Linked DNA regions of Mus musculus: regions 1 and 2 are each linked to region 3. A link is a contact called in public HiChIP or PLAC-seq data. All regions are on one chromosome and are shown on one strand. Each heading gives the region's core, a stretch centred on a gene start, on an enhancer-like site or on the middle of the called end of the contact. The rest is flanking DNA. Distances are from core to core; before and after follow the strand shown. Region 1 overlaps Pkp4 (plakophilin 4). Region 2 overlaps Pkp4 (plakophilin 4). Region 3 has its middle 18 kb from the start of Gm46743.

Evidence for each region. HiChIP or PLAC-seq counts read pairs in DNA pulled down with a chosen protein or histone mark.
Region 1: an H3K4me3 HiChIP or PLAC-seq map of bone marrow-derived macrophages shows a contact between it and region 3, with 4 times the contacts expected there. The contact joins two enhancer-like sites. A contact is called at or near these places in 8 of 484 Hi-C or Micro-C datasets (the AtT-20 cell line, CD8 T cells, bone marrow-derived macrophages and 4 more), 2 of 115 datasets of contacts at active chromatin or transcription factors (bone marrow-derived macrophages and pancreatic cancer cells) and 1 of 9 other capture datasets (embryonic stem cells).
Region 2: a contact with region 3 is called in a FOXA1 HiChIP or PLAC-seq map of pancreatic cancer cells. The contact joins two enhancer-like sites. A contact is called at or near these places in 2 of 484 Hi-C or Micro-C datasets (bone marrow-derived macrophages and nephron progenitors), 5 of 115 datasets of contacts at active chromatin or transcription factors (embryonic stem cells, forebrain and pancreatic cancer cells) and 2 of 9 other capture datasets (adipose tissue and embryonic stem cells).

Annotation. Positions count from the first base shown.
Region 1 is chr2:59,182,732-59,185,988 of GRCm38.p6, reverse strand. All of the region lies in intron 1 of Pkp4 (plakophilin 4), which reads right to left. Among named protein-coding and RNA genes, the nearest start is that of Pkp4, 24 kb to the right of the region's middle. Within about 2 kb of position 1,673, at least 22 of the 459 cell types and tissues checked have an H3K27ac peak or open chromatin away from gene starts, as enhancers often do. A contact at or near this core is called in bone marrow-derived macrophages, where this site is marked.
Region 2 is chr2:59,219,026-59,222,002 of GRCm38.p6, reverse strand. The region is part of intron 2 of Pkp4 (plakophilin 4); the gene reads right to left. Among named protein-coding and RNA genes, the nearest start is that of Pkp4, 60 kb to the right of the region's middle. Within about 2 kb of position 1,407, at least 47 of the 459 cell types and tissues checked have an H3K27ac peak or open chromatin away from gene starts, as enhancers often do. A contact at or near this core is called in pancreatic cancer cells, where this site is marked.
Region 3 is chr2:59,436,568-59,439,707 of GRCm38.p6, reverse strand. No RefSeq gene overlaps it. Among named protein-coding and RNA genes, the nearest start is that of Gm46743, 18 kb to the right of the region's middle. Within about 2 kb of position 1,532, at least 148 of the 459 cell types and tissues checked have an H3K27ac peak or open chromatin away from gene starts, as enhancers often do. A contact at or near this core is called in bone marrow-derived macrophages and pancreatic cancer cells, where this site is marked.

The DNA of each region.
Region 1 (3,257 bases), core at 424-2,923, 250 kb after region 3:
ATCAATACAGAACATTTAAAGAGGCAATTTTTTTTTCATCTCATTGGGCATTTGCCAAAACCCTACAGGTAAGTATTGTCCCTACTTTATGGATTAAAAAGAAAAATAGGCTCATGGCATTTAATATATCTGCCCAAATTTATTTAGCATACGAAGAACAAAACTACTTATCTATTAGTTTTCAGAGGTATTGTTTATTAACACATTAAAATAGCTAGTAAGTTAATTTTACTTTTAATGAAAACATTTAATACCCTGAAATGTCTTTGCAGTTGGTTTAGATCACTTCCTATTAAAAATCTAGATAATAAAAAATGAATAATGAAAGCGATCTATTACCATATGAAAGTGTTTTAGTATCTGTGACTGCCTAGTTCATACATTTGCTCCAAAATAAATCATCCTCAATGTTATTAATCATTACTTCAGACACACAGAGCCTATAATTTGCTCACCTATTTTTAAGTGATTGAGACATTTAAATTACATATCCGTACTATTACAAATAACTATAGTTTATGGAACAATTTTGACATAGTTAACACGTCAACTAGACATCAGGTAAGACTACACAAAGGTCACATTTATTAGTTAGGCTTTCTAGTTTTATTCAGAACCTAATGCCACCACCATGACTTTACAGTCACCCAAGATGAACTGGCTTTCAGAATGCACATAATGAAGAGGACATGTTGAAGACAAGCAAATCTCAAGTGGTTGTGCCGGATGAACATCTCCACTGAAGCCTAATGAGACACACACTAAGTGCAAACAGCTTTTCCCTCTTCATCATAAATTGTGAATCATGTAAAATTCTGAACTTTTAAAAAGAAAGTGAACCAGTTTATATAATAGCAGGAGTCTGACTACGTCCTGGTAAGTCTGAAAATGTTAGTTTGTTTAAGTTAGTTCTATACCCTGGATACTATTCCTTTCTTCTTTCAAAGGACAAAAATATAGCAATAAAGTTAATAACGAAACTGGAGAATGACAGATTGTCTTAGTTAGGGTTTTTACTGCTGTGACAGCGCAATCCTGAGACATCAGACAAGGGTAGTTTGACAAATGATAATTAAAAGGCTGGCCAAGGTTCACCGAACCACATCAACCATCAAGCACTGGGTACGCACCTGGAGATACTAGATCACCTGAGACCTTCTCAGCCCCAAATTTACTAACATCACCGTATTCCAAAAGGTAAGAGAATGCTAGAGATCACCAGTTGCCTACTGAGGGTTACTTAAGAACGATGGCATTGCGCAGTGGGCCAGGAGACAGCTTCTGTGACAGGCGACAACAGGAAAGGAGAAGTTCAGCCTAATAGACACATGGCGAAAGAAAGCAGACCTCACTGAGTAGCTGCTAGGTTGATCTGTGGAAATTGGTAACCAACACAAAGTGGTTGAAGGAGAGTCCAGGAAGACAGGGTCACAGAATAAAACAAGACGAAGAAAATGTGAAAATGAGAAAAGTATTTCCATTGGGAGAAAAAGCACTTGCCCTAAAAACCAATCAATTGGACAAGAAAAATTAAAAAATACAAAAGGTTCTCTGGCTTATTGTTATCTAGCCTTAATCAAAACATTTTAGACAAAGAACAATGCTTATGTAAAGCACTATGATATATCAGTATTAGGGAACTGAAAGGAAAGGGATGTAAGGCAGAAATTTCCACCATTGTATCAAAAGGGGAACAAATCATTTAGAATTGATGCTTCGACAAGTGATATAACCATGTGATTAGGAAATAGGGAGATGAGTTTTGGAAAATTCAACTCTACAGTAACTGATCAAAAATAGGAAGCAAGGAGTTAAAAGAACTATTAAAATTTAGTACCACATGCCTTTCAGCATTGCTTTAATTACACACCTATTCACTGAAATTTAAGTTTAATAACTGAGGTAATAGCCAATATTTAACATGAGCAGTTCTGAAACTGTATTATCATAGATAGGAATAAAAGCTATGGATAAAGGCTACATCTACGCAGCCGATCCTATTTTCATGAAGAAATGAAACCAAGATGCTATTTTTATGTAGTGAAATTGCAGGGAGTCCATCTTTCTCACTATTTCTCATTTTCTGCCATAACCACATATAACATTTTTATAAGCAGGGAAACGAAAACGGCCCCCTATGGAAGTAAGCAGAAGAAAAGGAGTGAGCTAGAGACACAGCTGCTTAAGGTGAGCTGGAAAGAGAGACCTATGCCCTAATGGGCAAGGGACAAAGGGAAGACTCTCACCAGGGAGGGCGTGGCCTGAGGGCCGTGGCTGGAGGTAGGTAGGAGGTGCAGGGCTGAGCCTAGATAGGGGGCTGAAGGGGGGAAGCTGGAGGATCTTTAGCAGAGGAGAGACCAAGGGGCCAGGACAATTCTCTGAAGGAACACTACTAATGTTACAATCTGTGGAGACAGTAGATGCTGAGGAGAATCCAACAGAGAAAAAGTAACTAGGGATAATGATGATTTTCTACTTGTTTGCCTTTTTTTTTTTTTTTTAAGACTAATTTGACATACGCATAGTTTGGAAGAAAGTGTGAAAGCTTTGTAATTCAGAATTCTTCATTTAGTCCTTTGAGCAGGTCTGTTTTGTTGGGCTTCTGAGACAACGGCCAGAGGCTGCCTGTAGAATTCCAGCAGAAGTTCCTCCTCTCCACCCCTGAAAGGAATATACTTTAAAAATATTTTTAGAATTAAGTCACAATGGTGTTGTTTTCTGTTCGAGGCAGTTTTTTGGGGAAATAACAATTCAGTATACAAGAAATATAAAAGTGAATTGGGATTGGACTGGTTCGTGAGGAGACGGGTGCAAGAAATAAACCGGCACACTTGCTGGGCCCTGTGAGCATGCTGGCCTGTTCTGGACAACTGAGGCCAGGCAGGCAGTGCCGTGACTCTTAAGTGGCAGAGAACTGAACCATTAAGAGGGAAAACTACAAAGTTCAGCGACGAGAATTCTGAGCATGAGAGGATGAGGGGCAGTGTCTTGGCATGCACAAGGCTGGGGGATGCCATCTCCAGTGATGCAAAATCCAAAGAAAGAAAATGCTGGAAAGAACCTCAGAGACCTGAGGAAGAGGCGAAAATGAATTAAAACCTATAAGCCCCATCAGAGTGAGAGAGGGGAAAAAAAGGAAAGAAAAGATGATTTTGAAAGTGCGCTCAATGGGTAAGCTTTCCAGGACAAATTCTCAGAACATGCAGCCAGCTCTAAAGTCAACACGAGACCTATAAAACCTACCAGAAAAGTGAGAA
Region 2 (2,977 bases), core at 158-2,657, 220 kb after region 3:
ATATTCTATCCTACTTATAAAAACTATATGTATATCCGAAGTATCGTTATTAAAGTATGATTATATAAGAAATAACTGTGTAATACGAATGTCTTCAAGTTTTGATGAGTCATCTAATTTGTTTACAATCTGTTTCTGCTTTATGCAACCCCTAATCCCTGAAGGTTTGATTCATAAATTCAGACATTCTACAAGTTAAGACACAGATTTATCTCTTAAATTGTTTGAAAAGCCTTTGTTTTAAATGGTTTTTCTTAGGAATGCCTGAAACAAAATAATTACAACTAAATTACTTTGCTAAGGTACAAGCAGCTCTAATCACTCTGGAAAACAATATATTCATGAACCATACACAAATGAAGTAAGGCCATATGGACTAATTTCTGCAAAGTAACAGGAATGGCAATCTAGAAAGTAAGCACGCAAGCATGCAGGCAGGGACCTTCAGAACTCTCATGCTGTGCATGCCAAAGCTCTGAGCAGCTTTGGGACCCTACCTCAAAAGTATGTTTGGCCATCCATCTCATCAAGGGGCAGCAGATACCATTTCAAATTTAATAGCCCATACAAATTTAAAGTATGCCCATAGAGGGGAAATTATCCCGTGCATTAATAATTTAACTCTGAAAAGAAACTGTGAACTGGGTTATCCAACTGAAAAGGAAATTAAAATTTTAAGCATAAAAAGTCAGGTTTGGCTGTAAATGTTAACAAAGAAAAAGTATTCTATTACTTTCAAATGTAAAGTACTGTTAATAAAAAATTAAAGTTAAAATACCTAAATTGGTAAATATACAAATAACTGACATGCTATAAATGTGAGCATTAGCACGTTTAAACACAAGAGTATACATAGGGAGGGGCAGATCTGTGGTCCAATTAGTTCATGGGCCGATTACTCCTCCAATAAAATCTACAATACTGTTCGTGGTTGCACATTCTTCTGACAAAGAGCCTTACTCCCAGTAGGCCTGTGATAAATATTTTTAATAAATTAAAAACAAAGTTTAGTTACAAGTATATATGCTTTTTTCTGGTTACATACATGTAAGCCTGCTACAACACCTATTATGTACTCTAGTTGTGTATGTGATCCTGCTATGTGTGGTCAGCAGATGGAGTTTGTATAAACACATCTCTCTATAGTTAAAGGACACTGTACACAAACCCTAGTGTCAACAGACTCAAAAGCTGTCTTCAACTCAGACAGAACACACATTCAGTAATTCTGAAGTATAACTCAGAGAAGGTAGAACTGAGAATGTCGCAGTGTCCAGCTTATCACTCCACAGGTCACCAGAAAATGGATGTACAGCTCCTGCATGAACATCCTCATCTGCATCCACAGAACACACAAAAGGCCAGACTTCTAGTGTTGACATACAACTTCAGACTTATCTCTACAGAGTCCAGTGCGATCGACTGCTCAGAATTCTTGGCTATAAGCCCTATGACATCATGGGAGCTCTATCATTTAACCTCAGTTCTAAACTTATTTCTATAATATTAAGGGGGAAAAACTATGAAATTTAGTTTCTCTCACCACACACACACACACACACACACACACACACACACACACACACAGCCTTCCTTGTGCTTCACGATGCAGCTCAGGCACGGGAAGATGTAAGTTAAACGATCATCACAACTGCCAGGACCATTTGGCTCCCACTAGAAGAGAGAAGTTGGTTACTAACAGTCACAGGGACAATAAAAGGCCGGGTGCTGCAGTGACAGTACAGTGCCTTTCCCTAACTCCCGTGAACTATGCTTGCCTACAGCTGGAATGAAGGTGTTTGCTGCATGTGGCTGAAGTATGTCAGGGAGGACTAGTCAGTGCAAATAAACTCAGGCTGCACAAAAGGTGGCTGCAGAGGCAGGGGCAGAGCAGGGCGTTGTTTCTGTTTTAGAGGAATAAAGTAAATAATTGTGCAGGAGTTTGTTGAGCTCTGGGCACTCTGCCATACAGGAAGGGCATGTAATTACTAAAGCTAAGACAGCCATGTTCAAATGAAGTAATATCAATAGGACATGGTTGGGCTCCAAATTCTTTTATCTTCAAATTTTAAGGATCCCTGGATCTCACCTCACTCTTTGATATTTAACTACCACTTAAATAAATAGAGGCATAATGAAGGTCTACTTGTAATTTCCATAAAAATCCAGTAAGATGTTATCGTGAATGATGGCATCTTTTTTAAGAGCTCTACAAATGAGGAACAGGGTGATTCCCACTCATTGAAAACAACAGAAGCAATACACAGGGTATCTAATTTAGGAGCGCACCAGAGCAAGAGGTACACACAGCGCGCGCTTCGGTGTGTTAGCAATGTGAGCATCCACCTTTTGACTCCCACTCTGTGCCATTTGGGTTCACCTCAATCTTAAATCTGGATCTCAACTTTCTTAATCATCATCAAAAAAATTTAAAGAGTGTGGCTTATGAGTAGGCCTAAGAATGAAAGTCAGAGCCCCTGAGGCAAGTTCAAATCACAATCACACGCAGACACGCACACACTCATGCACATGTGCACACACACACATGATTCTATAGAAAATAAGTAATCTTGTATCCTATATAGAACTATGAAATTTATTTGTTAATCCTACCCATGACTGGAAATACCATTTTTATTTTGAAGAACATTTCTAAAACCAAGAGACAGTAGTCTATCTGTTATAAAAATACAGTGTACTCTGCCAATCAATTGGTATACCCTGCATATAGCCTGTTGCTTACTGTTTCCCTGTACCTCTGAAGAGGGCATGGGGCATATCAAGGTTGCAGGGGAAGGCACAATGAACAGCCACTGCCATACCAGACTCCTTTTCAGTCAACAGCATGCTGTGGAATTTCAAAATGGACTCTGTCATTTGGGCCTCTGGTTTTCACCTGATGCAAGGCCCATTGAGGGTACTACATTTGGACATATTTCTTCATCTAATGATTGTATACAGTGCAGTAAGCTAGCTA
Region 3 (3,140 bases), core at 283-2,782:
AGCTGCTCACCTCATTGACCAGGAACATACCAGCTTCCAGTTGTTCATCTGGGCTCTGGCTTTTCTTTTCCTCCTTTGCCTCTGTGGGCAGAAGAAATACAAACAAACCCTTTTTCTGATCTAGTTTCTTATCGAGTCTGCACCCCAGGAATGCCAACAGCTCATTACATTCTTTTAAGATCACAGATCTGTCCTTGGACCCTAAGTTCCTCACGTCCGAGTTGGCATGGGCCATCACCAAGGTTTCTTATGTTTTGTTATTATGTGAGCTGGCATTCGGGCAGGGGTTACTACAAAGTCTGGTTGTTGTTTCTAAACACCATGGTCTAAACATGCGCTCCTCTCAGGTCTTTTATTTCCTGTACAAGCAACCCTTCTCCCTAAGCTGCACCCACAGGCCCCACGAATTGATTTCCACCTTGAGGGTGTCTATAACTTTGGCATAAGTTTGTTTTAAATAGGTCTGACTCAGTTAATGGCCAGGGGCGCTGCCCATCACTTCTATGGGTTCCTAGGCCCCTCCTTGACCCCTAGGCTGCTCCAGGAAGTATTTTTCAGGCCAGGCGTCTCTCCTCGTGTGCTTTAGACTATTTTCAGTCCTGCATCAATGGGGAAACAGCTTCTTCCACCGTCCTGAATAGTCTCACCAAGCAACCCCACCCAACAGTCCTGGGCACTGCAGACTAATCAGGGCGGGCAGCTCACGTTTGGAGAACCTGCAGCCCTCCTCTATCTGCCTTTCTTGTACTTTCTTTCATCCTTTCCCAGTTCTCAGGAAGCAATAAAAACAAACACTTCCTCTGATGTAGTTTCATATCAAATCTTTCCCCACCCACAACAGCCTTCCCTTCCTGGGAGGAGTCCCAGGGCGTAGGTTTTCTCCTGCTCAGTACTCTCTGGGTTTGGAATGCCACCCAAGTGCTAAGTTCAGGGCGACTTTGATCTAACCTGCTAGGGTTTGTGAAAAGCTCGGATGTCTATTTTTACTCTCGTGACCTATATTTGGTTTTTAACGAATGGTGGCTTCCCACCATGACGACTTATTACGGGTTCTCTTTTTGTCACACACTCTTTCTGCCTTCTCCGTCCTGGCTGTTTTCGGGTTGGAACTTCCTGCAGATGACCACTAGAGGGCAGATGATTTCCAGTTTACAAGATACCTTCCACAGCCAGTTTTCTGGAGCTTTGCTGACTACCAGGGCCGGTTTTTTTTTTTTTTTTTTTTTTTTTGTTTATTTGTTTGTTTTCCTTCAGAAGCGAGAGCAAAACACTTGAAGTTCTTTGGGTGCAGCTAAGACGTTTTCTACAGCGTTCATCTATGAAGTCCTGGCTGTGAGCAGCAGACATTCTGGCCAGTAGAGAGAAAACCGTGGTTTCTCTGTGTTCCTACCCAGGGGAAGAAAGCTGTGCCAGAGTGGTGTTCTTTCTAGGTTTGCTAAAAAGCATATACGTGTACCCTGCGTGTATCTACTCGGGTCTCACAGTAAGATGGCAATGCTTCCTGAGGCCTCTCCCACTATACCCAGGCTTCCTGCCAACATAGTACGCTCACGTGGTCAACCTGGATGTGTGCCAAGGCAAAGTTGATGAGCCATGAGGGAGGTAGAGAGATGGAGTGGCATGGGAATATATCTTCGTTGAAGTTCCTTGGAGCACTGTGGGGACTCTGATCTCAGACATGGGGAAGCGTGGGTGCTATTTCCTAGTCAGAAGACACGGGTAGCTATGACGCTGAAGAATTAAGTAGACTAGAAACAAATGGATATAGGCCCATCAGCCCAAGGTCAAAATTAGGAGGCTGACTTTTAAGGTAGCAGGTCGAAAGGTCAACGGGAGGTCAAGGGTACATCTCAGCAGGGGGGTGTTGCCTACACTCTGGGAGGCTCTCAGTTCCATCCCCAACACTGGAAAGAAAGAAAAAATGAAGTCAGTAGGAAGTAGAAAAAGAAACTTCAAAGGAGAACCTTCTGCTATGGATAAAAAGTCTGAACTGAGATGCTAAAGATAGTAAATTGATAGATAGCGCGGCAGTTAAATGTGACTCAGCTCTGGCCTTCCTAATCCTGCGGCCTTGGATAGGAGGCAGGGTCTTCTCTGGGGTCCAGTTTTCTCGGCTCTAATGGTGCAGCTTCCAGGTCCGAGGCTATTGGAAAGATTTCACACGATGACACACATTAAAGGGGGCCGTTTCCCTTTCTTCATTTGCTCATTCAAAAGACATATTTCCTAATGCCTGTATTGGTTAGATATGTGTAACTTCAATATTGGTTAGATATGTGTACCTTCAAGAGACAGAAAACATGATGTAACCAAACAATATTGAAAAGGATATTGACTCTGAGAGAGATATTATCACTATGAGGTAACAACACCACCATGACACAGGTAGGATCGTGAATGTCACCTCTCTCCAGGAGTCGGGGGGGGGGGGGGGCGGTGCTAGGAATGAGTGGTGCGGTCTTGGTGAGGTCACCAGGGACTTAAGCGCTCTCCATACCTTGGCTCTCTCATCCTCATCAGGTTGACGTTTATTCCTACACCCCTGGTACTATGGCCACTTGGGCCACGTGCGTACTCCCAAGTTTCCAGCAACTCTAGACTTTTTATGTCCTAGAGTCGCGGCAGTAGATCTTCAACATGGCCAATATCAGTGCCTTGGAAAGTAAATATCCCTGGGGTAAGAAGTTTCCTGGAAAGCCTCAGGCACGGCTCTGACCTCAGAGGAGCGGGAGGCATAGAGTAGGTGCTATATATTCTAGGGATTTGATACAATTGATGATTCACTGTAAGACATCTGCCCTGTAATCTTTTGGAGTTCTTGATACCAGAGAGAAACCGGGGCTCAGTTAGGTTAACTAAATAAGGGATGGCTTTTGAGCAGGCAATATGAGTGTTTTCCAGGCACTGTAGTTGCTGTGGACACACGGTAGTATACAGGTCCGGAGTGCTGGAGAATGGGAGGTTCTAGACAGGCAAATGCGCATGAACCATATAGCAACATTACATCCTGCAGGCAGAGCTGAAACACAGTAGCTCCTAATCGGAGGTTAGGGCAGACTCACGGGAGAGGTGCTGTTTAGATGAGATCTGACAGATCACTGGGTAGAAACAGCACAGCAGTACAAAGCCTGGTATAACAT